Regions from separate parts of the Mus musculus genome. Here region 2 is linked to region 1. The links are chromatin contacts, called in public promoter capture Hi-C maps. All regions are on one chromosome and are shown on one strand. Each heading gives the region's core, a stretch centred on a gene start, on an enhancer-like site or on the middle of the called end of the contact. The rest is flanking DNA. Distances are from core to core; before and after follow the strand shown. Region 1 overlaps Maml3 (mastermind like transcriptional coactivator 3). Region 2 overlaps Maml3 (mastermind like transcriptional coactivator 3).

Evidence for each region. Capture Hi-C pulls out chosen DNA fragments and counts their contacts.
Region 2: a promoter capture Hi-C map of pancreatic islet shows a contact between it and region 1. The contact joins two enhancer-like sites. A contact is called at or near these places in 1 of 15 datasets of contacts at CTCF or cohesin (CD8 T cells), 8 of 484 Hi-C or Micro-C datasets (bone marrow-derived macrophages, cortical neurons, embryonic stem cells and 4 more), 3 of 115 datasets of contacts at active chromatin or transcription factors (extraembryonic endoderm stem cells, microglia and trophoblast stem cells) and 2 of 9 other capture datasets (adipose tissue and pancreatic islet).

Annotation. Positions count from the first base shown.
Region 1 is chr3:51,793,202-51,800,077 of GRCm38.p6, forward strand. The region is part of intron 2 of Maml3 (mastermind like transcriptional coactivator 3); the gene reads right to left. Among named protein-coding and RNA genes, the nearest start is that of Gm46803, 89 kb to the left of the region's middle. Within about 2 kb of position 3,385, at least 87 of the 459 cell types and tissues checked have an H3K27ac peak or open chromatin away from gene starts, as enhancers often do. A contact at or near this core is called in microglia and pancreatic islet, where this site is marked.
Region 2 is chr3:51,864,544-51,871,419 of GRCm38.p6, forward strand. The region is part of intron 1 of Maml3 (mastermind like transcriptional coactivator 3); the gene reads right to left. Among named protein-coding and RNA genes, the nearest start is that of Gm46803, 160 kb to the left of the region's middle. Within about 2 kb of position 4,433, at least 28 of the 459 cell types and tissues checked have an H3K27ac peak or open chromatin away from gene starts, as enhancers often do. A contact at or near this core is called in microglia and pancreatic islet, where this site is marked.

The DNA.
Region 1 (6,876 bases), core at 2,135-4,634:
CTCAGACTTCTCTCTAATTTAATCCTGCCCAGCTAGGAAGACCTTTCCCACCTGACCCTCCTCTTGGCAGTTTTATATGCTAAATCAAAAGTTCTTGCCATACAAACTAGCTTCCATTGATACCTGATTTCCTGTGTGTTGAGGAATGTGCTCTTTTCCCACTCTGATCCCTGTGATATTAAGATTGGACTTTCTCATCTTAGTCTGGGTGCCGTTCAGCATCAAAAGAGCTGGGTCCTTCCTTCTCTTATTCCATGTTTAGGGACATGATCTTTTACTTTCATGCTGTGGAAGAGAGCCCTGTGGAGGGTTGGTGGTAGAGTCATCCTCACCAATGCCAAAAAGCCAAACCCACACCTGGTGGGTAGGCGGCACCCTTCCACATTTGCGTCTCCAAGCTGATGTGCCATCCAACTGGCTAACTTCTCTCAATATCCTGGCAGTGAAGCAACACTCACACAAATGGCACCAATCCCCCTGCAGCTTTCCATTGAAAGAGACTACTTTTGAAGGGGCACGGAACTAAACAGATATATAGTTCACATCTGAGGATAACTTTCAGTAAAATGTGCTTTAAGGTCAAGAAGAAAATTAAAGAACCATAAAATGATTTCAACCCTGGTGTTCAGGTATTCTATCATTTATTTTAAAAACACTTATTTTTGTGTGTGCGCGCACATGTGTACATAGATGCCACAGCACGATTGTGGGGGTCAGAGGTCGACTTAGGGGTGGGGTGTGTTCTATTCTTTCACCATGTGGAACTCAGGGATTGAATGTTTGGCAGTGCATGCCTCTGCTGCCACACACTATTGCATTGGCTCCTATTCTGTCTTTTCAGTGGAAACTTTGGTACTTAAGAAAAATCATTTTTTCCCATTGTTGAGTTTTTCTCTAGTTTCCTTCTTAAAATTTTTAGTCCAGATTTAATTGTGAAAAAAATCTACATTTTTTTTTATTCCATTAAAATCAAACTGTTAATGTCTTTGTTCTTTAAGATATTAGATTTGCCAAATGTAATGACTCATGTCTGAAATCTCAGCACTGGGGAAGCTGAGGCAGGAGGACTGCTTTGAGCATGAGGTCAACCTGGGCTACACAGAGATCTTTCTTCAAAAATCTTTTTTAAAAAGAGGGGAAGGGATTGGAGTACCTTTCTTTTCTTCTTTCTTTTTAATATAATTTATTCAGTGTATGAGTGCTCTGCTGCATATACATCTGCCTGCCTGAAGAGGGCATCAGATTTCCCTATAGATGGTTGTGAGCCACCATGTGGTTGCTGGGAATTGAACTCAGGACCTCTGGAAGAGCAGCCAGTGCTCTCAACTGTTGAGCCATCTCTCCAGCCCTAGAACACACTTTCATGATGGCTTGAATCTGTCTTCTCCTGGATCGCAGTCCTAACTAGCTCCAAATAAATATATTTTTCTCTGCCCTTTAAGAAAAAGAATAAAAATATTAGAACTACTGTTTTATAATTTTTCTTTCATTCACATGGACCCCAGGGCATTAAGCATTATTTTATGGTACTTTAATAGCAGCTTAATGTCCCATAATTTATTTAGCTAAATCTTTACTTTTAGCCATTTAAGACCCTCCCTCAAATATTTACAACTACCAATGTTGTGACGATGAACATATTAACCCCGTGCACTATTTTCTTTGTTTCCTTCCCCTACCCTGCCCTTCCATTTTCTTCTTTCCTTCTGTGGGAGATGGAACTGAGCCTTGCCTATGCCAGACAAGCGTCCCACCATGGAGCTGTATGCCAGCCCTCATTTTTACATATTGTTCTACAACCGGGTCTCACTGAGGGGCCCAGCAAGCCTGACCCTTGTGATCCCCTTGCTACAAACCCCCAATTATTAGAGATCATAGGCCTGTGCCACCAGGCTTAGAATAAATCCACATCTAGAATCACATCTCTGCTCATTTGTTTTTATCTGTTTGCTTGTTGTGGCAGTGCTGGGGATGGAACTCTGGGTCCTGCATCCCCATCAGGCATTTTACCACTGAGCCACACTCTTAGCTCGCTGATCCTACGGTTAGAATAGCTTTCTTAGAGTCACCAGGTCAAGCACTTGGAGGTCCCTAAAGAGCAATGGACAACCAATGAGGTGCGAAAAGAACGGATAGGTGGCTTTTCTAGAATCGCTCTAGGATGCTCTGGAATGACAAGGCTGTTTCTGCTGCTCAGCATCATGTCAGACCTGGAGCTGTCCCGACTCTGGTTAGCATGGAGTTCCTGCTGGAGTTCTGGACAGAGGCCTCCTGCCAGCCTCACGTGGTAACTCAGGGCAACAGGTTCACTGCAGGAAAAATCCGCCCTCATGTCTTTCAGTCTCAGGAGGCCCTTTATTGGCCCTAGACATATGGCGAGGCCACGTTCTTCATCCTTAAACACAGTATCTGCTCCATCAGGAGAGGGCTTCGCTTGAGCCTGTTCCTTTCACTGACCACAAACAAGGAGAAAGCAGCCGTGGTTCGGCAGGCAGGCAGGCACCAGGATCCTGGCTGGATGGCTGCCTACGTGGGATGGTATAGGCCCCAAGGAATTGAACTCAGGACTGCCCCACATGTCAAGCCCATATCAGGCTGGGAGCCAGTCACCCTCACTGCAGTCTCAAAGAATGGGAAAGGAGGCGCAGAACTGCCTTTTGCTTTTTCACTAGACTGGGCCTATCAGCATTACAGCGGTGCCACAAGTGCACAGACCAACAGCAGCGGTGCGCCTAGTATGTCCCCTCGAAAGGCCCCGATGCCAGGCAGGGGTGGACTTAGGGACCTCTTATTTGGCTTTAAGTGTAGAACACACAAGAGAAGGCAAAGCAGAGCTTCGGAGTTAATAAGACGGCCCCGATAGAAGGCAGCCTGGACAACTGGCAACTGCATCGTCTTGTCCTTAGGAAATTCAGGGTGCTAGCTCATCCTCCTTAGAATATCAATACATGACCCCTTGTCAATCAGATCAGGCAAAATGAAATAGGCATACCTCAGAATTCACCATTATGGTCATTGTCAAGATCAGGGTAAACCACCTCGAAGGCAGAGAAGCAGGCCTAGAACCTGGCCAAAAGTCCCAGATGTGTGTGTGTGGGGTGTGTGTGTGTGTGTGTGTGTGTGTGTGTGTGTGTGTGTGTGTGAGTAGTAGTAGTAGAAGAAGAAGAAGAGGAACAACTGAGAACCACAGTGCTTACCACAAAGGCAGGGTCTTTACTTCTCACTGGCTGTCCAACTCTGTCCTTTCCTAGTATGTGCAGACAGACAGACAGACAGACAAAACACACACACACACTAGCCATGTCGGTCAGGGCTAATGCAACTGAGAAGGAACGGCAGCCGTTGGTGTCCCTGACGCTCCTGGGGCTGAGGCTTCAGTGCGCATGCGCAGGAGCAGTGCTGTCTTTTCCCCGCCCTCCGTGTTTGTGTGTGATCCCGGTAGAGGTGGCAGAATGGGATATAACTGAAGTCCTGAGCAGCTCTCAGGCCACATGCCCTGGTTGTTTTCTCCATCTTTCTTCACTGGGTCCACTTTCTCTCTTTGCTGTTGTTGTAAGAGCCTCATAACCCGTACTTGGCTACTGTGTATTGTCTGCCTGAATGGAAGCGACTCCAGGGTAGAGTTCTGTATTTTAGGACCTATGTCAGTGGCTGGCATGAAAGAGGTGCTTGGTAGATTTTTGTTTAAGGAATGAACGCCTATTAGCCATTCTAATTTAGACTCCAGTTACTTGAATTGATGAGTGCAAAAGACTTGCTCATCCGCTTGAAACGTGTACCCACCCCTAGCCCTCAGGCTCCGCACAGCTCCCCCGGTCCAAGCCACAGTTGCTTCTGACACAGCCAAGTAATCACTGTCACTTGGCCAAATTGAGGAGGAAGTGAAATATTTACTGGAGCAGAAATTCCAGGGGTCAGTAGCCTGGCTTGTGCTCACATAAGTAATGATGGTTAGTGACACTCCAGCCCACCTTGGTGTTTATTGTGAGGCACAGCTGGCCACTGCGTGGTTTTGGCTTGTGATTCATGAGTATTCAGAATGGCTCCATATCTTCAGAGTCTTCATATTGTCACCAGAAACAATAAATAAATCCTAGCTTAAATGCCCTTCTAGACTCAGAGTGCTTCACACACATACTTTCTGCATATCTTTGAAAATGGTCTTGGAAAATACGCAAGAAAAATGGAGAATGAAATTAAAACCCCAAACTGGCAAGGTGGCTTTAGTGGATGAAGGAATTTCCTGCCAAGCCTGACTACTTGGAAAATCAATCCTGGGACAGCACGTGGTTGAAGGAAGGAAATGACACAAGCACACAACACAACACACACACACACACACATGCACACAGGAGTTAATGTAACAAATGTAATAAATACAATAAATCACAGTGAAACCAGGGACTTATTAGTATCTCCCAGTTGTTGAGATATAAAGAGTGAATAGTTTGTCAACCAAACAAAGACAACGGGCATAAACTCTGACGGACTGTTTGAGGCAGAGAGTATGGATGGTTGTTCTAGGTCTAACCAGCTTCCATCATGATAGAGGATGGGGAAGGGTAACAAACCTGAGTGTACTGAAAATGTCCAAAGCCTGTGATTTGTATCCAACTCAGTTTGAGTCAGAGGATCACGGATGTTGAATACAATACTCATATTGTCAATCATGCGCTAATTTCACGAGTTTTGTAAGTATCAAGCAAGTCTGTTCAATAATTGACCTAGCAAATTAATCTTTCCCCCCCATTAGTTTTTCACTCTTTAGCATGACAATATCAGATACACTGTCAGAGAAGAGGCCCCTGCAAACTTCCCCTCAGGGATGCATCTGTCTGTTCGCCCTCCCCACCAGCCCACATACTCTCCCCCCCACACACCCCCAGTTGCAACCAGGTTTCTATTTTTCAATTTCTATACCACAATAAGAAAAAGGGAGGAAGGGCTCTGGTTTTCCGGAGGGACCACACAATCTGAAAAGGTACTTTTTCAACATCATTAGCAGTTCATCTTCTGAAACCTCAGGGCAGCCCCTAGGCAGCCCCCCACTCCCACCCCTACCCCCACCCCTACCCCTCTCTTTTGGTGTCGGCTTATCAAATTAATGAAGCCTATCTAGATGGAGGTAGCCGAAGAGCAATTCAATGCAAGCCCCTCCTTCCCTTTCAAAAGAAGCACAGAGGGGGAAAAATTAGAGTATCTTTCCTAAAATGAGAAGAACAAACAGGGCGTTGGGGGTGGGGTGGGTGGCTGAGATTGTCTCCCAGTTCAGTGAAGGAAGGAGAGGTGGGTGTTGGCTTTCTCCCTCTGAACGTTTGCACGGTAAAAGGGGGGTGGTGGGGGTCATTCATTTGCATACTGGGCAAGTCAGGGGCACATTTCCTACTTGGCAATGCAGAGCTCTGGGCAAGGACTTCCAGTTAAGAGTTACAAAACTCCTTGCAACCTTCCCTCTCACCTTTTGGTCATACACGTTCCCTCTGTCACCCTGTGGTGGGTGAGGGTGAGATCTTTTTGACCCCGTCCAGCTGTGCAGAGCGTTGGCAGGTAGCAGAGGGTTAATGATCTCGCTTTGGGGCAGCAGTGGTCTACATGGCACAGGGCAGAGGCAAGGCTCTAAGAGCCTCCCATTCTGCCTGTATCTAGAGAGGTAATTTTCAGTGTGACTCACAAAACATCAACATCTCTCATCACACCGCTAACCTAAATATAGACAATGACTTCAAGGAAGAAAAATAGTTGCATGCTCTTTTATACCTGTAAACGCTACAGAGCTCCCTCAACAAGCACTGGGCAATGAAGAACAATGGATGAGCATGGAGATCCGAAGCAGGAAGAACAGAGCTGTGCCTGTTCTAGAACAATCACTGAGAATGAGGCCATTACTGTAAGCTCTGCTTAACATCAATCCTCCTCACTTGTAAGCCAACGTTGAGACAGAGGTGTGGAAACAGTTTTGTGTCCCTTGTCAGCTTTTCCATAGGGAGGGATGGGAGGGGATGGGGGCACATCTGCTGCAGATGTTTCCAGCTAAGTGGCTCTGGTCTCTTCACCAGTGAGTGCAGGTCTCTGGAATAAAAAGAAAGGGACACCCTTGTCCAAGGTGCTTCCCTCCCACCCCTAAGAAGACTGCACTGTGGCACCTGAGATAGTCTTTGAGAGTGACTTCTAGGCATCCCAAAAATCCCTTTGTTACATTGTCCAAGCCCCCTCCACTTGTGAAAGCTGAGGTGGTCAGGCTCAATAGTGTCTGGAAGGGCTATTTTGTCTTTCTTGGGTAAGTTCAGAGTTGGGGGCCAATCTTTGACTAGTGTGTTCATAAGAGTTCATACCTAATTCTTATCAGCTTGGGGATTATTCTTCCTGCTGCTCTGCTGGAAGCTTTTATGAGCATGGATCCCACATCACATTGAGGGACCTCGGGAAAGGTACCTGAACAAAAACCTTAAGTACAAACAGCGCAGTGGTATCGGCGATTAAGACTCAATTGTGGGCAATCCATCTGCGGAGTGGTCACGTGCCTCTCACATATTTCTTATGCTCTTCCTGTTCACGCAGTAACTATCTGCATGGGAACAACTGCTCAGAGGCTCCCTGAGTGTAGCATAATTGCCTGCTGTTAGGGAACCAGCAAGCCACTTCAGACTTAAGCTGCCCAGAACTCCATCATTTAGCCTAAAACACAAACCCACGCTCTTCTGTGTCAGTAAAGCAGCCCTGAATGCGGCCATCAATTTGTTCCTTCAGAGAACACACACACCACTCTGGCAGAAACATATTCCACCACTAGAAAAGGAACTCGGATTCCTTGGAAAAAATAATAGCAGACAAGAGTAGAAGGAACAGCAACTGCACACAAGCTACAGAAGGCAAGCC
Region 2 (6,876 bases), core at 3,183-5,682, 72 kb after region 1:
TTCTTATTCATGGGTCTTATACCCATCACGTACAGGTTGCTGCCTCTGCTGAGACATTCTCAAAAAGGAGCTTTGCAGCTACCACCAAGTGCTTTCTTGGGGCTCCAGCTTTCTTCCAGTATGAACCTGATCATGTCCTTTCTTCATTCCGGGCTCTCCTGGAATTGTCTGCAGCTGCCAGCATCATTTAAATCAGGGACACACAGCTGCCCTGCCCCCCGACTTAATTCTATTCCCACCAACGATCCTTTTCTCCTACTTACCCATCCCCCCCAACACCAAGCAACCCCATTCAGTTATATACTTATGTGTATGTGAACACAGGATACACATAAGTATACAGGATTCTGAGATAGGTACTCTTAGCTGACTTTGTTGCTGAAACATCAGAGTATACCTAGGTGGCAAAGGGGACCCCACTGGATATGCAGTCCTGCACGGATTCAAGGTTTTGATGTGGCTCAGCATTGTGTCCAGTTATCTGTGGCTCCAGCACAAATTGTGGGATTGTTTTCTCTCTGATACTCTTGCATATGTGACACTCTTCTCCAACTCCTCCACAGGGCCATCTGTCCTTCACAGTTACACTTGGATGCCACCTTCTATGGTCATTCTGACAGTCCCTTCCGGTGACTCCTGACCTTGGTTAGGTGACATTTTCAGTCTTGAAGGGATATCACCAAGGACACATCTTCTTTATTTTGTGTTACATGAATGTGCACTTTTGCTGAAAGGATGGTTGTGCACCATGTGTATGTCTTGTGTCTGTGGAGGCCAGAAGAGGGTGTCAGATATCTGGAACTGGAGAGCAGCCAAGGCTCTTAATGGCTGAACCATCTCTGCAGCCCCACAAGGACATACTTTCACACACATGTGGACCCCAGAGACTGAACCTTTTGTAGATGGACTTTAAATATCCTCAAGAGGCTTCACATGGCTTCTGTCCTCTTGTCATAGCTGTTCGCCTATCACAAGTGTGCGTGAGTTTCCTTCCCTGACTCCTAGACACATGCTTCCTTCTTGAAGATTTGAAGATGGGTTCGAATCTCTACGGCACATGCTACTGACCTTCAGGAGAACATCTGGTCACTTTGGTCTGCTCTGGGCAAACTTGAAGATGCTTCTCTAGAGCCAATCATCACGTTGTCATTCTCTTTCCAGGGTATGAGTAGTAATAAGACGAGGGACACATAGCTGAACCTGGCTTGCTTATTCTGTAGTTGATGAAGTGGCCTAGCATGCACATGTGTTAGATATTCTCAGTGTGAGGCTACAACAGGCAAAACACTTCCAGAACTCTCCACAGATGTTAAGTCCTCTTACAAAGCCTTTAAGACTTTTCAGGATTTGCTTGTCCCTTCTTCTGTTTTCAAGTGTTGCTATGCAATAAATTATTTTTAATTCATTTTTGTCAGTACATATTAATTGTTTAGAGAGACTTCGTGGTGGCATTTCCATATATACTTCTAATGTACACTTGATCATATTAAAAGAATTTTATTTTATTTTTTAGTGGGTTACCCCCTCCCCTTCAGTGGATTTAGTTCCCTCGAAGCTGTTAACCTGGCAGATGTCCTGATTGGGCCTCCAGGATCCCTGACTTAGCAGCATCAGACAGAGGCCAGACTGGGACACAGGGTGACGATTGGGACACAGATAGCAAGAAACATTTACTGAATTCCTCGGGTTCCCCTGAGTTAGCTAGATTAGGATCTCCTGCATTTAGACACTGGGATCCAGACTGCAATTATTGCTGGATTCTGATATTTTGAAGTCTGTGATTAGATTTTTAAAGATGCATATTCAAATCACACAGGATATTTCCTACTTGCTCTGGGGCATCTCATAACTAGAACCAGGGAACTGTAGTCTAGAATGGGGTTTTCCTGATCTCAGGGGATCATGAATTGAATGCAAGATTGACAAATTTCTATAATCGTTTCCACAAAGGGTATATTAATATATTAATAATTAATATATAAATAACATATATAAACAGTTTTGGCTCCTCTGAGTATAGTAATATCTGTCACCCTTCCCCACACCACACTACCAACAGATGGTGGAAGGACATTGTGTATCTGTGCAGGCTCTGTGCCAGTGGCTTTAGGGTCAACCCATTTCCAAGAACGTGGGCCATCCCGGAAAACATACACATTCACAGATGAGCTGACAAAGGTTGAGTGCATTTGTTTGAAAGAGATCTCCCCAAGAGGCAGAACAACACAGAAAGGAAAAGGAAAATTGTACCGCAACCTGGGAGGCCCTGGCCAATCACACACGTTCTCAGCATTTAGAGAAAAAAAAACCATTAACACAGGGAAGCATACAATACTTCTCACAATATCATGATATGCTGTGCACATAAACCAGAGTAAAACCCTGCATGGGGGGAATCCAGAGTCTGGCTGGTTCTCTGGATCTGTTTGGTTGGAAATTCTGGGTTTCTGGAAGAGACACCTGCTCAGAAAATTGAGAAGCCTTCATTGTGAAGTGCTTCAGGAAAAAAATGGAACCTCTCTCACTTCTACTATTCAGGAGCATCAAGGAACCCCACGGGAAGCCTTGGGGATGGAACCTCAGTCCAGGGGCAGCACGATCCACATTGAGGGTGTTGTGTCCTCTTACCCAATTTTGGAACACAGACACCAAGATCCAGCTGTGGGGTCCTTAATATATTTATCTTTGACTTTTCTAAAAAAAAATTATGAATGACTGAATTTCAGGGTCTGATTTTATCTTTTAGTTATGATTAAACTTGTAGTAAGTACCAACTGAACGCACCACAACTCCACGAGAATGGATCCCAATACATTAGGGGCATGGCAGACAAGGCCCTTGACATTCAGAAATGCTATGTCCCAAGATTCCCAAATCTCCAAGTTCCCAAGTACATAAAGTCCACACAGGCTCTTGGCTTTTTCACAATTGAATGAATAAATTACATTTCACCGCAGGTCCCAGGAGCCCTGGGTCCTCTTTTTATGTGAAATTTAAGGAGTTTTCATGAGCATTGATGAAACAATGAACCACTCATTAAGACCAAGACGATGATCCTGATGGTCACCAGGGCGGGCTGCATGATTCTTAAACCTCTTCACATAACTTTAAGCAGGATGCACAAGGATACATTTTTATCAGATAACTCAATTTGTCATTTAGTAAGTGACTTAAGATATTGCTGTTATACAGTATTCCCGTTGGTTGAAAATTGCTGGGCTTCATGCTGAGGATATTGTACCCTAATTTTTTACACTTATTTTTAGTAAGACAGGGTCTTACAATGGAGCCTTGGCTGGCCTAGAACTCAACATGTAGACCAGCCTGGCCTCAAACTCACAGAGCCACCTGCCTCCGAGTCCTGACGCATGAAATTAAAGGTGTGTAACCCTACATCTGGTCCTTTTTTTATTTTTTACGTTTTTGAGGTTGGATCTCATGTAGCCCAGGCTGGCTCCCAACTAGCTATGTACCCTGCCGTAGAGCCGTTGATCCTCTGACCTCAGGCTCCCAAGTAATTGGATTACAGGGTATATCACCATATTTGCTAGTGTTTCTCATTTGCCAACCTGACCAATAATAATAATAATAATAATAATAATAATAATAATAATAACAACAACAACAACCTCATAATAATCTGTGATGGCCGAGGATTGCTTCAGTAAGGACAGGTAACTCGGATTCCTCTCAAAGCCTCTTCTCCTGACTGCCTCACCAAACTTCAACAAAGCTTGCTGATAAATTCTGAGTTTTAGAACCTGTCATAAGGGTCCAAGGTGGACCCATCCATGCCTGAGTCAGATCTGCCGTTTCGCAGAAATGCCCAGAGCTTTTCTACAGGAAAGATGCTGTGCCCCAAGTCTGTCACGTGTGTGAGGAGCTGATGGCTGTGACCCTGGTGGCAGCAGCAGCAGCAGCAGCAGCAGGAGGAGGAGGAGGAGGAGGAGGAGGAGGAGGAGGAGGCAGAGACTACATGCATCCAGCGACTTCCATGCATGCAATAGCTTTCTTTCCTAGGCAAAGCTCCACAGGGATGAGCAGGTGCTGTCAAAATCGCAGTCAGAACCCCGAAGGGCTCATCTTTCCTGCACACACACACACACACACACACACACACACATTGTGTTTCCTTTTTAAACCGCAAGAAACAGTATCCTCAGGGGTCTTCTCCCAGTAGTTCTTACTAGGAGTCATGTATACATTTTCTCTTCAAACGCATCTGTAGACATGACCCTGTGTTATTTTCTGATTTTTCTAATGGGATTTTATTTATAGCTGTAAAGAAACAAAGGAGGGAGGTGAGGAAGGAGAAAGAATCACTCGGAAGGAAGTGAACAGATGAAAAGATTTGCTATGATCTGTGTCATTCCCAGCTGGAGATTCCTACCAGCGAGGACGGCCAATGTATAGCAAGCCGTGGCCAAGCCCTGGGTTCTCTGTTTGTTTTCTGGGAAGGACGAGGTGGGAGGAGAGACACTTCAGAGAGCTTCCCCTTCCAGGGCCCAGGGATATTTTTATTCCACTGTTTACTCAAAATGTCCTCTTTCTCAACAAGGAATTCTCACTTTTGTTTTTAGCCCCTCATGAGAGCCTCTCTTCCTCTCTGCAGCTCTGGAGTCTTGCACCAGCTTAGGAGATGCAAAAGGCCCAGAGCTTCCAGATGTGAGGAGATGATTTTGAAATAAAACCCCAGCATAAACTCATCTCCTTTAGGAATGCAAAAGTGTTGAAATAGGTCTATAGAATAAAAAAATCTCTGGTATCCCCTCAAAGAGGTCAGGAGCCCCATTTCCACCTGAGCTGTCACACAGGGAGCAAACCCTGGCAGCCAAGAGCCACCTCCCAATGAGGGCACATAGATTCTCATAGTCTCCCCTCGCCCACACATCTCTGCCAGCAAGCAAACAAACACCGTCTATTTCTAGACAGCACCTGACTCCTAGGTCTCCATTTCATTGAGCATTTTTTTTTCTCCAGATATGAAGGCTGAGGGCCTGGGCTTTCTTTACCAACAAGGGGACTTCTTTATGGTTATGTCTTTCCATGTGTGCATGTATGTGCATCTGTGTTCTGTCCTGTGCCTATGCATGCAGAGGTCAGAGGCTGACGCTGGTTGTTATTCTCTAACCCTCTCTACCTTATATAAGACTTCCACAGAATATTCTACTATACAGACTGGCCTGGGAAGTTTGGGGGACGGTGTCTTCCTGTCTCCTCCTGCTGGACCTTGGATTACTAAAGAACATAGCCAAGCGCCCAGATGCTCACATGAATGTTGGGGGCCACACGTGGGTTCTCAGGCTTACTCGGCAAGCCCTATAACCAGTAAGTCTTTAGACTTTTTCCACAGCAGGACACAAGGCAGGACAGGAGGACTTTTCTCTCCTGTGTGAATCCCCATGGGGAAGGTAAGATTCCTCTATGCACATGCCATAAAAGGCACATGCTGATAGATGGGCAAACATGGAGGCTGAAGTGACCAGCTGGACAGCGGGGCACGCCACCCCACCATTCAAACCTAGAAGCAGCAGCAGTCTGGAGCCTGCCAGCTTAGCTGTCCTGTGTGGGAGACGATGCTCGGGCTTCATCCCAGCTGAAATTCATTTTTCAAAAGAAATTAGACCGAGGCACTGTTGTTATAGCAACAGTCAGAGTCATTTAGGCACACAGTCTCTTTTCTACAACCTCCCTGACTTATGTGGGCAGCATTTCATTTATGCAAGGGGAGTGGCCAAGGCTGAGCTTGCACGGACCCTTTATCAGCCTTGAAGATGTGAAAGCCTGAGTCCTCTATGGCCAATCCAAAGCCCCAGGACAATACTAAGTGACCAGAAGGTGAGCAGGGAAGATATCAAAAAAAAAAAAAAAAACCAAAAAAAAACCCTCTGAATCCAGTCCTTCCATGCCCTGGGGTAGGAACTGAGTGTGTCAGCTCTCCATTTCCTGCCTTATCCAGGGATTGGCAGCTGACAGGGGAGTATCTGGTGAGCATCATAATGCACTCAGTGAACCTCGAAGTGACTTCATTATTTCAACTCTATAGGACTTTGGGGTGTAGACGTCCTAATATGACAGAGAGTCCACACCAGCCGCTGAAACCCATATTCAGTCTCAAAATGATCTCGTTCTGAGGAACATGTACACCTCTTAAGAAAGAATCCACATGTCAAAGGGCCTGCTAGAGAAAAGCCACAGGGGGTCGTCTACATCCATACAAGGGAATACAAGGATAACAACAAACTGAGCCTAGTGCTCATGGCCAATGTTACAGGACACCTGTATCTATACCATGTATGGATCCATATGTCAAAGTCCAGCTACCAGAAACTCAGTCTTTATGATAAAGTCCTTAGGGTGGGTCTGACTTCTTATAAGAAGCAGGAATTAGGCTCCAGGTCCCAGAGGGAAACCTGTGAGAACAGATGGCTGCCTTAGTCCACTAGTCCACTTGGTTGCGCTACTGCAACAAAATGTCAGAAACTGGATACTTTATAAAGAACATTTTATTTGTCATGGATCCTGGGAAGTCCATGATCAAGGCGCTGAAGAGTCATGGTCTGGTGAGCCCTGTTCTCTATAGAATGTTGTCAAGGCCCTGTTCCTATGGAATGACATCACCTGGGTATCCTGGTATGTCCGAAGTGCAAATGAGAAAGGGCCTAAATTAGACCCCTTCAGCCTTTCAGTCTAAGCCAGTCCCACTCCTGAGGGCTCAGTGACTTAATCAACTCCAGTCGGAGCCCCCACTGTTAAAACCGCACCACCTGGGGATGCAGTTTCAACACTGAGTTCTAGGAGATTCTCAGGCCAAGGCAAGGGCTTGGCAGGAACCAACCTTGCTAGCTTGCTATTGGGCATCCAGCCTCTTAGACC